2 separate regions of the Oryzias latipes genome follow, and region 1 is linked to region 2. The links are chromatin contacts, called in public Hi-C maps. All regions are on one chromosome and are shown on one strand. The core of a region is the stretch at or near the end of the contact, and the rest is flanking DNA. Distances in the headings are between cores, read along the strand shown.

Region 1 (2,700 bases), core at 107-2,606, 81 kb after region 2:
TATGACTTTGTGACAGATTTTAGTTGATTCCGTAAAAACGTCACTGCTGTAAGGTGTTGCACATCAGCGCTGCAAAGCTGATTTTCTCTGCTTCACTGAGGTTAATCACGTAAGCGGTTGAAAAGTTGCAATACTGGAATAGATGTAAACAGTGGAGCCAAAACTCCAGAGTTAAAAGGGTTAATCCTGTTCGATGAAACCATTGGAACCCTTTTTGAAGGGGTTCTTTAAAAAGAGAAATAACTCACGTGCAATGATCAGTTTGGGTTGTTTTAATTTTGGTAATATTGAACAACAGTTCACCAAGTGCAGGAGATATGAGTGCACACAAACATTTCTAAACCCCATATCAAAACACAACGAGTATTTGTCAAAGCAGCTTCCTATAATGTCCTTTTTTTAATCCTTAAAAACCTCTACATACAATACAGATGTTTTAGAAACACAGATGTAAAAGACGTTGGCGGCTCTAAGTCAAGCAAGTGAAAAAGAAACTCTTGGTCCTGTATGGACGATAAAAGCTTCTTCATGTCAAACTGTCAGGAGGCTGAAATCCTGATGCCCTCTGACCTCCCTATAATCTCAAATCCACTTGTGGTTTCACTGGATTCAGCAGGGCACAGGAGTTTTAATCCCACAAATGAAAATATACAGCGACAGAGGAGAAATGCATATTATACTTTGAGATATATATCGCTATCTCTGCTTTTAGGGCAACATCTACTAAAACAACTGCAACGCTTTATTGCCCACATGCAAAAAATAAAAATGTAAAAACTACTCAACGTAACAAAAGAGGGTAAGAAAAAAGGCATTTTACTTACAAAGCACATGTAACATTCCCCTTCAGCACAACCTCGACATTCACTTGAAAAAAGCAACACATTTTACACCCGAGTTGATGATGTAGGGTATGGGATTCCTCTTTGTTGGTGTGGTTGCTGTGATTGTAAGACTGGCCATGCATGTCTGAGATACTACAGGAATGTACATGCATGACAAAGATACCCTGCTATATGAACGGCGGGCACTAGGTGGCAGACTTTGCCCACTTTGCACGCCGCTCTGGTCCGCTTGGGGATGAAATGTCAAGTAATGGCAGGGGAGAAGAAGAGACATGCATTGGGCACACATAACATTAGGACTCAGGTATATTGCTTTACAAAGTATGTGCATCTGCCCTTCGCTAAAGTTGAATTTTCTTGTGCATACAGAGACTTTCTCACCTTCTTCTCCTGCTTTCTGTCCCTCTTGGCCTTCAACAAAACAAATCCCTTGTTGCTTTCTTACCCCCAGTGTCCTTGAGCTCTTTCCCTCTTACCCCTGCTCCTCTTCTCCTCCCTGTACTCCCTCCCTCTGGCTCCTCTCCTTCCTTTCCCCCTCCTCTTCTCTGCGGGGCAGCTGGAGAGACTGGCATTTCTCTGACAGTGGGGGGGGGGAGAACCTGCACCGAGCCTCGACCCACGCTGGGTGAGGAGAGGTGGGATGCAGCGTGGTAGGCAGAGGTGTGCGTGTCTAGGCGTGCGACAGAATTCCCAACAAAAGCTCTGTTGGGACGAATTTTCTGCATTTTTTGAGTCGAATAAACCTAAAAAAAAAACATTTCCGGATTACTGCAACTCGTAAAGGGAATCATGTGAAGCTTATGGAGAGCTTCAGATTCATTTAACTTTAATTAAATATCACATTAGGCTCTTAATAGGTCTTCTCCCAAATGATGCAGCTAAGGATAACACTGCTTCCTATTTCTTTGGCATCGGAGTGTTCCTGCAGAGCTTTAGAGGACAAACGGCACATAACTGTTGTACCTTCTAGAGATTCTTTTACTTGTTCATCTCCTTTCTAATGAATCGATGAAGCTTTGTATGTGTTCCCCTAAAGGTCCAATTCGAACTGTAAAAAAAGAAAAAGATTATCGCCCTTTTTGTTTTTTAAATCGCAAATTCAATTCTGCTGGAGTGTTCCTTTATATCACATCAGTCTGTTTTATCTTTGTAGCTGAGATTTAGCATTTTATTTTAGCCAGATTAGCCTTTTTAGCATTGATAAACAGGTTTTGCTTCCGTTTACGTCCTTCACGCATATTTTTCAGCTTCCCACGTATATTTTATTTCAGCATTTTGAGCACTGCTACTTGTTTTTATTTTTTTAAAATATTTTTAATGCCATAGTCACAACTGCCCTTAGGTATGGATGCTGGTGAAAAAAGGGTAAACTTGTACTGGGCACGGCAGTGACACACAGGACATTTTTAAGACCGTAGATCGCTCGATGAGCCTGTAGAGAGAAAATGTTCCTCCACATGCGTTCCTACGGCCACGCTGAAGGTGACCGGTCGAAGTGAACACTTACACAACACGTAAGGGTAAGTAAAGAAGAAGGAGGAGAGATTCGTACGAGTTTTTCATCTTTTCAACCTCCGCAACTCTTGTGGACGGCACAAGGAGCCCATAGTGCTGTTCACGTGATAAGTGCGCTCCTTGCTGCAGCCTGACTATTTAAAATCAGGAAATTCGGCAATCAGTGTGTACTTTGTGTAGACATCCTATGGACGCTTGCGTATCACGTGCACACCCCATGCACGGTCAGTAGGGAGTCAGTAATTGTACCTTACTAGAGTGTGGTGTAAGGACACTGTACAACAGCATCACTCATGTGTCATAAGTGCGTGGAACGACCATTATCCTCATGAATACCTCT
Region 2 (2,743 bases), core at 169-2,668:
TAAGGCAGCATTTTGGGGTAGAAACAGAAATCAGGCTACATTACCATTACAAACGGTTATTCTTCATTTGCATGTCGTTGTTTTGTTTAGCCTGGAGGATTTACCACGACAACCCGAAAGGAAATAAAAGCACGCAAAAAAAACAAACCCCGCGACTTTGACTGAGTTTACCGGGTACTAAGTGTAAATATGCGCCGTGGTTTACGTACATCTTTTCGTGACAATCTCCAAAAATGTCCGAATTCATCAGCGAATCCGAAGTTGTCCAAGAATTCCGATAAAAATCCGTTGAAAGGCATTCCTTCGCGCGAGGCTGCCATGTGTACATCCCAGAATACTAACCAAGCCCCGGTAACCACGGTTACCCAAGGAGACGCTCTCTGAATGGACGATTAAAATAGTCTCCACATGTGGCCCCGCCCCTCCGGGAAGCTCATGCAAATGCTGCTAGATTGGAACTTTGAAAGTAAAAAAAATAGTGAAATCTGAGTTAATGCAGAGATGATGAATGTAGTTAACTTACTTATAATATTAGCTAAATATTTCATTCACAAGTATGGATACAAAAAAACAGTTTTTTTTATGTTTTCCAGAAAGAAACAATAGTGAATGTAAATAGTATTAAATCCTGCACTAACACTAAAAAAGCTGCTAGAACAGTGGAAACATTTGAAACAACTTTCACAGATTCCTTTGCCTTTATTATATTTTTATTCTATTTTCGTTTAACCTGGTTTAGATTGCTATTATTAAGGCTTTTGGACATTTTTGTTCCTTTTGCCTGGCAAATGTGAAAATTGTGTCTTTTGCACAGAGTGTGGAATAACAATGTTTTGGTATTTTGTATGTGCAATATTTGTTAATAAAGTTTATTTTAAAAAAAGTTGAAAGCCAAATTTGAAGTTATTGTCCTATTTTACACTATATTCATCTGTAAAAGCTTATTTAAACACCAACAAGTGTTCAAATAATATGTTTTGTTGTAAATCAAACTCCATATGGGTGAGGTCACAAACTCAAATTGTGCACAGAATTCTTTTAAAACCATTTCTTAAAGGATTAAAGTGAATTAGTTGAAATATTGAATGTTTCCATGCTTCTTACCTACTGTTTTATTGATTTATATGAATACAATAGTATAAATATGAGCCAACATGCTCCACTAGACATAATTTTCTGTCGGGCCGTGAAGACCATAACAAGCTTCTAACACGCAGATTAGATCAAATCCTTACCGTTAGTTTAAGTTTAGGAGGCAGTCTTTGTAAAGCTGACCCCCAGAAACCGGTCTGAGTGAATGGAAGTTGTTGAATCTAAATGAAGGCCACATGTACTATCTTCTTTCCATCTCGGTAGGCCTATATACGTTTGTGCATGGAGATCTTGAAGTGTCAGTGTGTGCAGAGTAGGAGCTAGTGCGCATGCATGGTGGGGCAGCACTGGCTTGGATTACACAGCGTGACAGATGAGAATATGTCCCCGCTGTCTCCTTCCATCTGTCTGTGGGCCGGCTGACAGCAACAGGACTGCAGCAGTACACACTGTTTCATTCACCAAAGGCATCAAACTCCACTAAAACATTTTTATCGCGTTAGTGGAAGTCTTTGAAGAAATGATTCAGTGTTTCTTAGCACTTTTTGTCATCCTAACAGTGCATTCAAAACATTTATTCTGGATAGGAAATCTTTTCTTCCATGATTTCAAAAGAAGAAAGTATAAAAGAAAAAACTATATATTTTCAAAGCAATTCGGACACCATGCACACTGCATTTCTTTTTTTTTTTGAACGGCGGAAATGACGTCAATCGTTTTCAAGTTAAAATCTAATTAATGTTAGCGTTTTGCAATGATTATTTATGCCTCCACTGTCTTTTGGAGATAAAAAACGTTGATGGTTTATTTAAAAAAAATACATTTTTTTTGCAAAAAATGTTCAGACGCAATGCATTGTGGTCTATATTTGCCAATCTAGTGAGCATCGATGCACACTGGCTTTTCACAGAGACTTCTGGGAAATTTCTAGGGCACTAGATTTTGGAATTGTAGATTCAGACAGCACTAAAGAAACTTGTCATATTTGTTCTTGTCTACGTTTATCTCTATATTGATATTGATGTTATTGACAGACATGCTGTGATTTTTTGCTTCAATAAAAATAACAATTAAATAAATAAAAAAAGCACTACAAAATGGCGAACGCACTATATAGTGAGTATGGAAGGAATTCGGACACAACCTCAGTGAAAAGTAAAATAACATTTCTAGATTTGTCCACTGACCTCTGCAGCAGAGCTATTCGGGGAGGATTTTAGTGGAAAATGACACATCTCATTGTACAGTCATATTTGATAGTTGTGTCAAGGCCAAGCTGTCTGTGATATTTCAAACGGAAATGTCACTGCTGGGTTTCCTTCATGCTTCTTGAAATAGAATGAAATGAAATTTAAATGTATTCATGTACTATTTGGCCACACTGTAGTGTAATACTTTAAACAAGGGTACGATTTTAATAATTTATATTGTATCTGTCATAATTTAAACATGATGTAATCGGACTTTGATATAACACATTTCGATTACCATCCGCCCGTTTCCTAAACGTCACAGGGATGCCGAGCCTGCCAGGTACCGTCAGATGAAAGGGGGGCACGAAATGAAATTAATTCAGTAGACATTTTTTCGCAATAGGAACAACCCCATGTTGGAACCAGAACTCTTCCTCTAGCAGTTATTGGTCTGAGTC

Evidence for each region. Hi-C and Micro-C count contacts between places; a contact is called where the count stands out from the background.
Region 1: a Hi-C map of fibroblasts shows a contact between it and region 2, with 2.3 times the contacts expected there. The contact joins the enhancer-like site here to the promoter of slc41a3 in region 2.

What each region holds. Positions count from the first base shown.
Region 1 is chr7:3,049,300-3,051,999 of ASM223467v1, forward strand. cpne9 (copine-9) reads right to left here. Exons shown (of 20, transcript XM_011476712.3): 20 at 257-2,700. Among protein-coding and RNA genes, the nearest start is that of klf15, 11 kb to the left of the region's middle. Within about 2 kb of position 1,357, at least 2 of the 8 cell types and tissues checked have an H3K27ac peak or open chromatin away from gene starts, as enhancers often do.
Region 2 is chr7:2,968,617-2,971,359 of ASM223467v1, forward strand. It overlaps slc41a3 (solute carrier family 41 member 3), which reads right to left and starts at 1,419. Exons shown (of 11, transcript XM_004070268.4): 1 at 1,236-1,419.